4 separate regions of the Mus musculus genome follow, and regions 2, 3 and 4 are each linked to region 1. The links are chromatin contacts, called in public Hi-C and promoter capture Hi-C maps. All regions are on one chromosome and are shown on one strand. Each heading gives the region's core, a stretch centred on a gene start, on an enhancer-like site or on the middle of the called end of the contact. The rest is flanking DNA. Distances are from core to core; before and after follow the strand shown.

What was found. Promoter capture Hi-C pulls out the DNA fragments that hold promoters and counts their contacts. Hi-C and Micro-C count contacts between places; a contact is called where the count stands out from the background. Capture Hi-C pulls out chosen DNA fragments and counts their contacts.
Region 2: a contact with region 1 is called in a promoter capture Hi-C map of adipose tissue, with 3 times the contacts expected there. The contact joins the promoter of St7l here to the promoter of Bcas2 in region 1. A contact is called at or near these places in 1 of 39 promoter capture datasets (erythroid cells), 1 of 115 datasets of contacts at active chromatin or transcription factors (regulatory T cell precursor) and 2 of 9 other capture datasets (adipose tissue and liver).
Region 3: a contact with region 1 is called in a promoter capture Hi-C map of pre-B cells, with 5 times the contacts expected there. The contact joins the promoter of Tafa3 here to the promoter of Bcas2 in region 1. A contact is called at or near these places in 2 of 39 promoter capture datasets (liver and pre-B cells), 2 of 115 datasets of contacts at active chromatin or transcription factors (astrocytes and microglia) and 1 of 9 other capture datasets (liver).
Region 4: a contact with region 1 is called in a Hi-C map of B cells, with 9 read pairs. The contact joins the promoter of Lrig2 here to the promoter of Bcas2 in region 1. A contact is called at or near these places in 1 of 484 Hi-C or Micro-C datasets (B cells) and 1 of 9 other capture datasets (adipose tissue).

Annotation. Positions count from the first base shown.
Region 1 is chr3:103,170,042-103,173,511 of GRCm38.p6, forward strand. Bcas2 (breast carcinoma amplified sequence 2) reads left to right here and starts at 1,614. Exons shown (of 7, transcript NM_026602.4): 1 at 1,614-1,824; 2 at 1,907-1,999; 3 at 3,234-3,304. The coding sequence starts at 1,732.
Region 2 is chr3:104,862,912-104,866,381 of GRCm38.p6, forward strand. St7l (suppression of tumorigenicity 7-like) reads left to right here and starts at 1,595. Exons shown (of 14, transcript NM_153091.3): 1 at 1,595-2,397. The coding sequence starts at 2,184. It overlaps Capza1 (capping protein (actin filament) muscle Z-line, alpha 1), which reads right to left and starts at 1,594. Exons shown (of 10, transcript NM_009797.3): 1 at 1,429-1,594. The coding sequence starts at 1,467.
Region 3 is chr3:104,775,736-104,779,205 of GRCm38.p6, forward strand. It overlaps Tafa3 (TAFA chemokine like family member 3), which reads right to left and starts at 1,812. Exons shown (of 7, transcript NM_183224.3): 1 at 1,442-1,812; 2 at 237-361.
Region 4 is chr3:104,510,185-104,513,654 of GRCm38.p6, forward strand. Lrig2 (leucine-rich repeats and immunoglobulin-like domains 2) reads right to left here and starts at 1,734. Exons shown (of 18, transcript NM_001025067.2): 1 at 1,272-1,734. The coding sequence starts at 1,507.

The DNA of each region.
Region 1 (3,470 bases), core at 364-2,863:
CACAACACACACACTTTACATAAACCCATAAACAGCACATTTACACAATGTAAATTCGTAAATACTCAAATCCAGCTTAGACTAACCAGGATTATAACCGAGATCAACTTTTCCAAAGCTCTTGGTTGAACGTACACTGGATAGCTTATATAGTCTCACAATCTTTTTTTCATTACCTCTTAGTCTGGAAGATATTTTACAAAGAATGTATGCTAACTACAGCCTGAGGGGTTGAGAGGCAACGTGGAGTAATATTTTATTACCACAAATCCTAAAGGCAAAAATGATTGGGTTTTGTATAGGCCCTAAAGACAAAAAATAGCAAGATTTTCTCATTATTTTATCTGATCACAGCCTTCCCTCCCACCTATCCTCCTACTCCCTCTCTTCTCTCCTTTCCCCATCTTCTCCCTTTCTCCTCAGAGAAGGGGAGGCCTCCCGTGGATATCAGCCTTGGCATAGCAAGTTGCAGTAAGACTAGGCCTATCTTCTGTTGAGGCTAGACAAGGCTGCCCAGTTAGGGGAAGGGGGTCCAAAGGCAGAGTCAGAGACAGCCCCTGCTCCAGCTGTTAGGGGTCCCACAGAAGCTGCATATCTGTTACATGTGTGTAAGGATCCAGGACTGTCCATTGCAGCCTCTTTGGTTGGTGGATCAGTCTCTGTGAACCCCTGCGGGACCAGGTTAGTTGATTCTGTATGGCTTTTTTTGTGGTGTCCTTGACCCTTCTGGTTCCTTCATTCCTTCCTCCCCTTCTTCCACAAGATTCCCAGAGCTCTGCCTAATGTTTGGCTGTGGATCTTTCCATCTGTTTCCAGCAGCTGTTGGGCGAAGCCTCTCCTGTCTGGAAGTGTAGCAAAACATTAATAGTGTCAGGGGTGGGCTTGCTCTCATGGGATGAGTCTCAAGTTGGGCCTTGATCATCCCCTCAGTTTCTAGTCCATCTTTATCCCCACACATCTTGTAAGCAGGACAAATTTTGGTTTTGTGGGTAGATTGGTGTCCCCATCAATCCATTGGAAGTCTTGCCTGGTTCCAGGAGGTGGCCATTTCAGGTCCTATATCCCCTGTTGCTTCAAGTCTTATGGTCACCCTAGCATATTCCTGTGAGTTTCCCTTTTTCTGGGCTTCTAGCTCTCCCCTGAGTTGCCTCCACTCCAAGGCAGAGCTTCTAAAATGAGGCATTTTATAGTTATAATTACAGTCATGGAAGGGATGAGGTGTTTGCAGTGCTGCGGACTGACCTGGTTTTGCCATTGAGCCGCACCCCTCAGGTTGTTGGATCTAAAAATTTAATTGGAAAATAGGCGCACATTTCTAGTTTCTATAAAAGAACATTCTTAAGGGACCGGCTGCGAAATGAGGATAAAGCAAGGGAGCGCTAGAAGCCCAGCACTATGTGAGTCTAAACAATGGAAGGTTAAAGGATGTGGAAAATATATTTCTCCCCTCCAGCCAAGTCCAGCAACCACCTCTTCCGAAGTCTGCCCTACCCACTCCTTCAAAAAAAAAAAAAAAAAAAACGGCACCCATACAAAGAAAGGCACCCCGGCACGCCAGCACGTGATGCTTAGGCTTAGAGCCTAGTGGCTATAATTACCAACTGCGCGTGCGCCCGAATCGAAGCCCCAAAGGCAGCGGCGTGTGTGACGTCATTCCAGGCGCAGGCGCAGTGGAATTAGAACCGAGGCTGCGCAGACTCAGAAGGCGCTCTTGAAGCCTAGTGCCGCGCGATGGCGGGCACGGGCTTGGTAGCCGGAGAGGTGGTGGTAGATGCGCTACCATATTTTGACCAAGGCTATGAGGCACCCGGCGTGCGGGAAGCGGTGAGTGCGGGTCATGTGCGGCGGGTCCGCCGAAGGCACGCCGCCCTTTCCCGCCGCGACCCTGGCCTGTTCTCGTTCTTAGGCGGCGGCCCTGGTGGAGGAGGAGACGCGCAGATACCGACCTACCAAGAACTACCTGAGCTACCTGACGGCCCCGGATTATTCTGCCTTTGAAGTAAGTGTGCCTTTGAAGTAAGCCAGGAGGCTTGCGGACTTTGATACGGGAGTGAGGGCTTTAGCTGTGTAAAGTGAACTCCACCTTCCAAGTTAGCTGGTGCCTGCAGCTCGTACTGAGTGCCATGTAGGTGTGAGTCGGTTTGAAACCGCCAGATGCGCATGTCACGGGCTTCGTACTACAAGAACCTGCGAAATGCTCCATTAGTTTCTGCAGATTTGTTTAATAGTGTGCACCTCCGTGTGTGTGTGTGTGTGTGTGTAGAAGAGTCATGGTACATTTCACAAAAGGGCCCTTTATTCTCTAAGGTCCACTCAAGAACAGGTATCACTCACGAGATTTTAATATTTATAATCTTAAGTACCTGTACTCTTTGCCACCCCTGGAGGGAGATTCTTTTGTACCAAGTCTCAGATAGTTAACAGGTGTATGAATGCCTGAACAAGCATGTCTAACTGCATGCTGTTTTTAAGTGGTTATTCTACAAGTGCAACCAAAAAACACCACTTAGATGTTGTTAGAAGCACTTTCAGGCTGAAAGGAGACTGCTCCATGCGCAGGGATGTGTGATACTTCGGATCTAGATGCCAGGTTTTTAAACTGGGTTGTGACTCCTCAGTGGGGGTTTCATAACTGATGTGGGAGCTGCAAGAAATTTGGCAAGAGTAAAAAGTACTAACCCAGAAATTAATTGAAAACTCAAGTCCCAGATCTAAGCTCTGGTCCATGTTACATCATGTGACTTCACCATTTACACTGTACCCAAACAGTTTACACTGTGTCAGTTCGTCATGCAGCAGCGGAGACTTCCTGAAATGATTCAAGACTGTTGTGTGTTGTGAATTACAACGTGACGTGGGGCTGGGATTAAAGCTGTTTTCAGAGTTCCACAGCTGGCTGACTACAGGGCATTGAAAACTGCTGGTTTAGGGTTAATCCTTGAGAGGTGGACTCTTCTATGTCCACCTCCTTTCATGCCTGGGCAGAATATGGAATTAAAGAATATGCCTATTTCTTCAGATTCTAGATAGAATTAACCTCAACTGGGGGATGTGTCAGTGGCCCTGGGTTCAAATATTAGCATCCTTTTTTTTTTTTTTTTTTTTTTGAGTAGTGATTGAGAAGGGAAAAGATTCGCTATAATGTGTAGTACAAAGTATAAAATCTCAGTAAACTGCATTCATTATTTTCAGCATGATTCTGTTACTAATTCTTTGTGGTGTTTGTGCATCAGACAGACATAATGAGAAATGAATTTGAAAGACTCGCTGCTCGACAACCGATTGAATTACTCAGCATGAAACGGTAAGATGAGGTTGAGCTATGGTAACAGCTGCTTTGCCAGTGGTTGGAAGAGTGTTTGTGTTTGCTGCTGTGGGTAGGAAGTGAGAATAAAAAGAGAGTACCAGCCGGTCGTAGTGGCGCACGAGGCAGAGGCAGGCAGATTTCTGAGTTCGAGGCCAGCAAAGGT
Region 2 (3,470 bases), core at 345-2,844, 1.7 Mb after region 1:
TTTTGTCCTACTAATGCTTAAGTTCAAACACAGGATGTTGCACATGCTAAGACTCTACTAACAAACTGCCACCCTGGATCCTGGTAAGTGGTTTATAAAGGTGGTAAGCACCCTTTTCAGCATTTAAAGACAGTGGCTCATTCATACACAGGTGTATGTTAAATTATTCTTTTTGAAGAAGTGATTAAAAATAGTCTGTTCCCCTGTCAACAATCTCCAATTTCTTTTTCGAAGAACCCAGGCAGATTTTATAGAACATTGGAGAGCACATACTTTGTAACAGTCACTGCAGGAAACAAAAGACATATTCTTGTCCCTAAGTTAGCTAATGAGACCATTCTAACTTGTAGCAGCCCTAAGAGTCTGTGTTTATGGAAGAACTAAGTACTTTCCTTTTTGGACAGTTTAGCAAATGTACGTTGTCAGAAAAAGTTATACTATCAAATTTGGAATACACCCTGGTATTTAAAACACTTTTAAAGATCTATGTACACAAACGACACTCTTGACATACCCAGCTATAAAGCACCATAGTAGGTCATCAAAAAAGGTTGGGTGTTTCATCCAAACCGAATGTGTTAAATGTGAGGTTTATTTACGACCCATTTAACCTTTCTGGAGTTGAAAAAAAAGTCGTCTGGCTATTTCTCACTGCTTAACAGGAAGTTAAAAAAACAAAACAAAACAAAAGACTTTGAAAAAAATTATAGTTAAGATTAAGACAGAAGGGACGGAGTCACCTTGGGGCTAAACGTTCACACAAGAGAGCATAGGCAGGAATAAAGGTGCTGGTCAAATTCTTAAGCAAATCCCTTGAGGTTTACTGATTTATTTTTATCCAATTAGTTTAATCGTCAGTAGTAGAGAAAAGATGAGAGAGGGTGTGTATTTCGGTGGACAGACACCACCAGAGGACCTCTCCCTCCCTGACAAGGAGTCCTGACAGCAAAATCACTTCCTGAGGAAGGAGGAGCAAAAGGGAAGTTAAGGAGGCCACTCTGATCAGGAAGTGACTCGTTCTAAACTAACCCCAATCATACCTATAAATGGGGGGATGGGGTGAGCCCCAACTGCCAAAAGCGGTAAAATAACTGCTGCCTGACACGTCCCGACATCACCTTCACCTCCTCTCTTATAATTACAGAAAAGAGTCTAGAGTTAAAAGTCAATCAGGCAAAGTGTCTCCTCTTGAAAGAAGGTTGTGCTCTGTCCAGGATGAAAAGAGTTGAGGACTGGGGGACTGGGGCCACCGTGAGGCAGACGAAAGCTCCTTTAAGGAAGGAAGCGTCCCGGGGCCAGAGGGACTATGCCAGCACCGGGAAACAACCTTCTTCTTCCTGGGGGCACCGCCAGGTTTCTCACTGCTGCCGGCTCGGACCCCTGGGCCCCGTCGAGGAAGGAAGTAAAAGAGAGAGGCGGACCCCTTACCTTCTCTTCATCCGACACCCGATCCTCAAAGTCGGCCATCTTGGCTGCTCTGGCCCAGCCCGGCGGGCCGGCGCGAGGCAGGCCGGGAAGGAAGCTGAGTGGCGGAATCACCGAGGGGCCGTCGGAAGGAGCCGCCCGGAAGCTCAGGCCAAGAGGGCGCCATGTCAGTTCCGCGCGGGTGTGACAGCCTGGAGTCGGCGCTCTAGGAAGTCGGCTTGCCCCTCGGGGCTTTGCAGCCTTAACATCTTTCTCCCTGAGTTCCGGTCACTTTCCCATTCGTCCTGGAGTGCTTGGTGGCGGGCCTCGACTCTTGCGTGGCGTCTGGGCTCCCTCTGGTCATGGAGCAGTTGCTACACCTCTAAGTTTTTCTGATCCGGTTGGTCTCCTGGGCCGCCGAGTCCAGGGCACTAAGAGCTGCTCGGCTCTTTGAGACATCAGTACTTTTCCGACCCCGGCACAGGGCGACAGGTTACCCTCAACCACGTATGGAAGAAAAACCACTTCCCTCCGGCGCCACACTGAGTCCGTTTCCAGAAGAATAAGCGCCACCATCAGATGCTTCCCCGCCCTCCTAGAGGACTAGGTAGCCCCTCAGTCGGCCACCGCGCTCCGCCACCTTCCAGATCTCCAGCCAGTTCCCCAGGACTCAGCCTAGACAGAGGCCAGCTTCAAGTCCGCCACTATCCCAGGATTCCCGACTCCGGGTTTCCGGCCCTTCTCCCCTCCCAGGTCCCGGCGCCTGCCGGAGCCGCAAGATGGCGGACGGAGACTACTTCGCGGAAGCCGCGCGGGCCGTGGGGTGTCCCCATGCACCTGTTCCTGGCTTGGGCCTGGGCCCGCCGCTGGGCTGGAAAGAGCGGCTGAAGGCCGGGTTGGCGAACTCTGGGTCCACGCTGTGGTTCCTGGCGGGGCTGGGGCTGCTTTACGCTCTGAGGGTCCCGCTGAGGCTGTGTGACAACGTGACAGCGGGTGAGAGGCCCAAACCTCCCGGACAGTCGGGGACAAGTGCCAAAGATCAGAGATTCTCGGGGAGACATGGAGGGCTTTGCAGAAGGAAATTGGTGTTGCATGCTCCAGTGGGTTTATTTTTGTCGCTTGGGCCACCTCCACCCGGCAGCTGATTGTTAGAACCGTGCTGCAGTTTCCCGGCCCCTCCCTAGATCGCTGAAGGTTCGCCCTCTCTATTCTGTCTACGCTACCACAGGAAAAGCTACCTGACACGCTGCAAGCTCCAGGTAGTAGGACAGAAGAGAGCATTCCCAGATGTGTACACACAGTTTATAGACATTCCTATCGTTTGCAGGGCCCCTTGAAAAGTCGTACCTCAGAGTTTCCCAGCTGCCTAACTTAAAAGAACTCACACCCAGAAAAGCAAGATAAGCACATCTGTCATACACGATAGAAAATGCTATGATTTTAGTGGACCATACTTTTATTGTAAGACAGTTCGGTTAAGAGACGTTTTTCGTAATATTTTTATTGTGAGTAATAAGATAGTCTAGGAAAGGGAGAGGAGAGAGAAGTGCAGACAACGGTGGGTTTGTTTAATATTTTCCTTCGGCAGTTGTACAATGTTTGTCATGTAGCCTGGGCCAAAGATAAAAACTTGTAAGCAGTGTTGACCTGTGCGGATTCTGCAAATACTATTCCCTGGCCGTAGGTAGGATGAAAAGATGGACTCCTGGATCTTTTGTGGCGTTATTGCAGTATTTTTTGCTGCAGCCTCAGAAGAAGATGGAAATATTTCCTTCTTTTTGGTTTTTCGAGACAGGGTTTCTCTGTGTAGCCCTGGCTGTCCTGGAACTCTGTAGACCAGGCTGGCCTCGAACTCAGAAATCCGCCTGCGTCTGCCTCCCAAGTGCTGGGATTAAAGGCTGTGTGCCACCACTGCCTGGTGAAATATTTCTGTTAGATGGTGACACTGTTAATTTTTCTGTCCTTTGAGAAGGCAGTGGTCTCCCTTTTCTGTCTCATGAGATGACATGAAAGACCATAGGATAATGTTCTAAAATGCTTTTTGTATTTTAGAGTATTGGTACCAC
Region 3 (3,470 bases), core at 562-3,061, 1.6 Mb after region 1:
AGAAGTGGGTAAGAACCAGAGGCCAAACCCGAAAAGTAGCAACAAAAAGAAGCTGAGAGAAACTAGCCACAGAAGGGGACAGGAAGAGCCCCAGGAGGCCACGGGTTAGCCTGGTCACTGTCCCCAGCAATTGACAGCACAGTTCTAGGAATACCAGGGGCCAAAAAGAAGGAAACAGCTGCTCCCTTGGAGGGGCAGTCTTCTCCTCAATTCTCATCTCCAGATGTCTCACTTACTGTTCCTGGGGTCTTCAGGCCTCTGCCTGTTCATCTGCTGGTCTCAGACTTGTTCCATCTGATGAACAATATGGCGGTTGTTCAGAATGGAGAGAGACCAGACCCCTGGAGGGGCTAAGAGGAAGCTTGGAAGAGAGTAAGAGAAAGGGAGGATGAGGAACTCCAGCTTAGGCTGTCCCAAGGCAAAGGCAGCCATTTCTGCTCTGGGAATCTGCCCTTGCTCCCCTACCCTCCTCCCTCAGACTACAGAGCAGTGGGGGCAGTGACCCTGAGACGAGTGAATAGGCTTTCTTTTTCCTAGGAGTGAAGCAGGGGTGGGAGGGTCTAAGAATCGGTGCTGTCATCTTTCTGGTCTTGGGATAGAGCTAAGGTCAGAAAAGGGGGTGGAGTCTGCCAGCTTTGTCCCAGAAGAGACCGCTGGGGAAGAAGCCCCAGGTCTCCCAGTTCTGTGTCTCCCTCCACCTCTAACCAACCCATCCTGAGCCTTGCTTCCTGGACTCTTCTGAAACTGGCTGAATTCTGCTGCTGTGTCTCAGCCCCACCTCAGAGGGCTAGCCTTGCACGGCAACAGGTCTCTGCTTCCGTGCACAGCCCACAAGAGCTTCTCCACTCTCTGCCAAAGGCCTTTCCTCATTCAGTCCCCAGTGAGAAGTCAAACTGAAGCACATTGCTGGTGATCTGAGGGAGGGCCTATCGAGGGGAATGCAGGTGGGGGTGGAAGGTGTGTGGGGCCAGTCCCCTGGGCATGGGTGTGTCCCCACACTTCTAGATGAACCTCCTTTCTCATAAGTCTTCTTTCTCAGGCTATGCCAGGAACCCTCATTTTGACCATTGCAAATGCCATTCGTTCTTTTCTTGGGGACATCCTATTTCTGGTTGAGTTCTAACCGTGTCTGATCCAACACACACATTTCTCCTAGGTATTCCAGTGCTCAGAGAACCTGGAGAAGATGGGAGACTTGGGCTCTCTGGCGTTCTATTCATTCCCTCCTGGAAAGGTACAGGAGAAGGGAGTTTCTGGGATTTGTTCGTCAGCATCCATAGTCTGCCTCAGTTTCCTTGAGCTGTTTCCCCAATCCTTAATTCAGGCTAAGATGGGGCTGGGAGAGCAGCCTCCATAGCAACAAGAGGTCAACAAGAACCTTAAATCTTGCTTTTGCTTACTTCTGTTCCCTCTAGCATTTATTCTTACTCCTGGTACCCACCTGCTTCACAGCAGTGGCCCGGGTTCAACTTTCTGGCCTGAGGTCCTCGCTGCTTCTGAGCTTGGCATCTAGACTCTCCAAATCGGGCTCTTCGAGGGAGTGGCCAGCTTAGGTGTTGTCTGGTTTTGAGCTCTGTCCGCGATAGATCGTCAAAGTTGTTGCGCCCGAGGAGAGCAGGGGCTCTGGCTAAGCTGGAGTCTCCGGCTTAGAGCACCTAGATGCTCTGGTCCAGCACCCACCAGTTCTGCGGGGCTAGGCCGGGTCCTCCCGAGCTTTCGGTCTGCAGGTTGAGGAGCGCGCAGCCGCTAGACTGGGAGTCGTTCTCGCTACTCCAGCCTTTGCGGGCACCGCCGGCTTCTTCGAAACTGTGTGGGGGTGCTCTGCGGGGAACCTGGGCACAGCTGGCCCGCAGCGGCCTCTTGTGGCGCACAGCAAGTCAGGAATAGAAGCCCACCGACTCTCTTTTCAGGGACAGTTCCTTGAGCAAAACACATCAATTATAGCAGGTCACTAAAACTTTCAGGAATGTGGCCCCTAGTCTAGTAGTTCAAGGAGGTAGGTGGTATTTTGGGATGGGGATAGGCGTTGCATCTGGGAGTAGTATTCATTTAGACCAGCAGTAGGCTGTTACTTAAATCCGAGCTCATTAAATCTTACAATTCAGTTCTTCAGACCTCGGACAGGGTTTCACACCTGTAATCCAGAATTTCGGAGACAAGGCAGGGGTTAAGTGTGAGACCCTATCTAAAACAAACAAAAAAAACAAACAAACAAGCATACATACATACAAACAACAATAAAACTCAAACCAAACCGAACAACCTTCTAAACCCAAACAAAGAAAGAAAAGCACAGCAGGGGTAGGGAGATGGGAAGGTAAGATTGCCTGAAAGTTTGAGGAAGTTTGGTCTGTATGGTTTACACAAGGTTCCAGACCTGCTAATGGCTACTTAGCCAGACCACATCTTCAAAGGAAAGAAAGAGAAAAGGAGGTGGTGTGTGTGTGTGTGTGTGTGTGTGTGTGTGTATAAAATCCAGTTCTTTGTTAGTACAATCAAGTGTTATTTAAGGTGCTTCCCAGGCACTAAAAGCAGACCACTGTATTAGAAGATTCTCAAGTTGCATAGTTTTTGGTTTTTTTTTCTTTGTTTTGTTTTGTTTGTTTGTTTGTTTGTTTTACCACAGGGGTTCCCGGCTGCCACCCGGGAAGGATAGTAAATACTTTCAACGGGCTGGAGAGATGGCTCAGCAACCACACGATGGCTCACAACCATCTGTACAGCTGCAGTGTACACATATACATAAAATAAATAAATAAATATTTAAAAAAATATACTTCCAGCACAGAAGTGCTGCCCTCCTGCGTGGGAGGACCAAGGGTAGTACCGGGGTGGAGAACCAGGCTGCAAGGTTTCACCAGGCATGAATGGCCCTGTGGATAATGGGTGTGACTCTCACCTTGGAAACCAAATCTGAGGTTTCTAGTATCTTCATCAGAAAGACAGTCAATAGTCCCAACAACAAAAATACGACAGGTTCATGTTTTGGGCTCATTAAACACTTGAGGGTAGAAGTGTGCTGTGACTCTGCCTCTTCCCAGCAGAGGTGTATGTACCTGTTAGAGTAAGGAAGGTTTGGGAACGTAATAGTGTGGGGGAAACAAAGAAGGACCCTGCTTCTGGATCCTGAGCATACAGCCCGGGACGGGGCGCTCCCTCTCTCTGGATCTCTCTTTCCAGGGTGCTGAGAATTGAATTCAGGTTATCAGGCTTGGCACTTTTGCCTGCTAAGCCATTCCCCCTACCTCTTTAAGACCAAGTCTCATTATGTAGCCTTGGCTAGTCTGGAATTTACTATGTACTCAGGCTAGCCACCAACTTGTGCTCATCCTGTCTCTACCTCTGCCTCCTAAGATTATAGATGTGTGCCACCATGTTTGTTCTGAGAATGCCCTCTTCCCGCCCCACCCCCTTCTCCTCTGTAATGGAGGAGTGTCATTCAGCTCCCAGCAGGGTAAGCATCTCACCAA
Region 4 (3,470 bases), core at 484-2,983, 1.3 Mb after region 1:
GTTTACTTCAATTAGTTACATTAAGTCAGACTGTTTTTAAACCTATGTCAGATTCAGTCTATCATAATCAGGTAGCTGTCTCATCAATTTCTTCAAAAAAGGCACCTACTGTATAAAGAAGATGCTGTGCTTGGATTAATTCAGACTATGCTAAATGATAATACTAAAGTCTGAGTCAAACCAGAATAAGCCTCAGATATAACCACCACAAAATGACAGGAGCTGTATTACTATATTGCAATTCTATAGTAACTGTAGCAGTTACTAATTTTCTCAATGAATACAGGAATTAGCTTCTTTCCTATCTATGCTAACCTATAAATACGTTCTGCAAATGTATACTTAACCTCTGCAATACAGATGTTCTACCTGTATTCTTTTTCCATTAAGAACCTAACCAATCTTTGTATTTTAATTATATCACAAAACTATTTTTAGTGATAACTCTTTTTCAGAGGTAACTCTAGAAGTCAATTAATAAGCACGTTGATCAGTTAGTGGCAGAGACATAACTGTATGTTGGTGGCTAAGAAGTCTCATAATTGCAGCATTTAATACCTACTGTTCTATTTAATGCCTACTGACTCAGAGCAGTGAGCTCTCCAAATGCCACTAGCTAATACAAGTTTGTCAGGATTTAAAGTCAGAGCTAGAGAATCCACTCGATCACTGCACTGGATTCTCATACATAAACAAAGAGATCTGAAATGAAGGTTCTTTAACTCAAAGGAACATAGTGAAGACAAAGTATCGTGATTTGGGGAAAAAAAATCTTTCCCCTCTTTAAACTGACTACTAAAGAATAACTGCTCTTACAAAACATTAGAGATCAGCAATGATCTTCCTTAGGCATGCAGAGGTTTTCAACCCTATCAAGAACTCAAGTATCAAAACTGAAACATACAATGAGCCGATGGGAGAACTGGGGACAAAAGAGAGATCCTGTATCTTTGGGAGAGATCGTGTTTGCATCACGTGCCCAAGGACCAGTCAAGCTGGAATTTTAAAAAAAAAAAAAAAAAAAAATGATGCAGCCCAAAGAGGGCTTTGCACTTGGACCCGACCCACAGCCATCCAGAGTCTCAGCTGTGCTGCTCAGGACCCGTGAGTCCAACATTAAACATCTCCAGCCCGGAACGTCACAGACCCCAGATCTTAACCCCTATCTTCCCACGAGTACCGGGAAACCCTAACATTCAAAGTTCACAATCTCAATAAGGCAGCTCCCTTCCGAACTCGGTGGCGACCGCGCCCTGGGACCCTCTACTCACAGGCTGGAGATGTCGGAGGGCAGCGGGCCCGACAGTGCCCTCCAGCTGGGCGCGGGCAGCTTCCTGCGACTGCAGTCCAGCAGAGGAAGACGGCAGGCGCAGGGCGCCGGGCACAGGCCGGCTCGGGCAGCGGGCAGCAGCCGCAGCGCCTGCGCAAGGATGAGCAACCGTGCGAGGGGTCCCAACCCACAGCCCAGGCGCCGCTGCTCCCAGATGCCGCGGGGCGCGGCCGCCATCTTCCCCTGGCCGGGACCCGCTCGAGAACAGCAGCTAGCTCAGAGAGTCGGCTGAGGAGAGATGCCCGGAGGCTAAACCGCCACCCGGAGCCCGGGCTGTCACTTGTCCCCTCTCAGAGCGGGCGAGAGGAGGAAACGACGCTACCGCAGGGGAGGGGGCGGCGGTCGGGGGCGTAGAGCTGAAACCCTGACAGACACCGCTCGTCCGCCCCGCCCCGCGACGCAACGTACTCACGCTCAGCAGCCAGCCAATCGGAGCCCCGGGATGAGGTTGCGTCGGAAATTGGGTTCTGAGAGAGGCGAGGCCTACGATTGCCCCGCCCCCTAGGAGGCGAGCATTACAGCGGCCCTTTCTCCTTTTCCGAGCTGCTTCTGCAGTTCTGCAGCTATTCCTCCGCTTGTGGGCGCACTAGGGCCTTGAAATAGAATGGAAAAAGCGAAACCCGAAACGCCAAATCCTCACTGCGGTTGATCTGCAGTAGTAGTGAAAAAAGACCTATTCTGTAGGCTCCTGCAGAAGGGAATGGCACAAGGGCTGCATGCCAAGCAGCAGCTGCAAATAAGTGCGCGATCTAAACCTAACTTCGACCACATCAGTCTCCGGAGCCCAACCAGGGCGGCCTCTGCGGCCGAACTCCCTGCCCTGAAAAAATGTGGCAGTTGGTTCTCCCGGAGCATGGCACGCTGTCACTGTGAAAGGACTTCAAGTTCCCATTGGCAGAGGCGCTATTTAGTCAGTACACCTCCGGCTTCTACAGTAGCCTGGAGTTCAATAATTGTCTCTAAAGAAAATTCTTTCCTCGATTTGGGAAAATATTGTTTCATCTTCAGAAGAACAAGTGGGACAAATAGATAAAACGTTGGTTTGAGGATGTGGGTTTTCTGGTTTCTGTTTGAGGTTTTTGAGCAATCAACAAAGTTAAGAAGACTGGAAGGAAATTATCCTGAAGTAAAAAGACTTACTGGGAACAGCGGAATCTAGCTACCTTGTGATCTCTCCGCTGTGTGTTACCTACAAAATGAGTAAAAATGAAAATATCAGTAATGGTTCACTGACATATAGTGTCTATACTTTTCAAAGACTTTGCAAGCCAGGTGTGGACCAGCACGCCTGCAGTCTGAGCACTCCTTGGGAATTTGAGGCAGGAGAACCCAAGTCCCAGTTCAGCCTCATCTGCATAGTATGCTTTGTATGAAAGAAGAGGAGAAACGAAAAACAGGGTGGGTAAGATGCTTCATCAATAATAGCTTTGCCACCAAGTGTATCAACCTAAGTTGAATTCGCAGACCCCACATGGTAGAATGAGACAACTGACTCCTGCAAGTCCCTGTCCTCTGATCACCATATGCACCCTGTGGCACTTACACACACACACACACACACACACACACACACACACACACACACACCATTTCCATCCATGTCATGCCTTTGGGTTAAAATTACTTTTCTGACTGTCCTCGTGTGCTTGTCTACTGCAGAGGACTTTTAGAAAGGTGTCTCCTTCAGCTTCTTCTCCCTTCTTCTCCCAGTAAACATGACCATGAAAACTAACAGCAACTACTATTTATTACCATTGAAGCAAAATGTGAAGCCAGAAAAGTGATAGAGATATTGGACTTCATCAAAAATGTACACTTCGGGGACAGCAGAGATGGCTTAGCTGTTCAGTAAACACACAATGCTCCTGCAGAGGACCAGGGTTCAGTTCCCAGCACACACACACTGGACAGCATGAAGTCCAGCTTCGAGGATTCTAACGCCCTCTTCTGGCCTCCAAGGGCTTTCTGGAAGAGGAACAAGAGCTTAGCCATCTCTCCAGCCCCTGATTTTTTTTTTTCAGTGTGTGTGAGTGTTTTGCTAACATAAGTTATCTGTGTACCACATGTATGTAGTCCCTGAGGAGGCCAGAAGAAGGCAAGGGATCCTCTGAGACTAGAGTCACAGAAGGCTGTAGGTGCC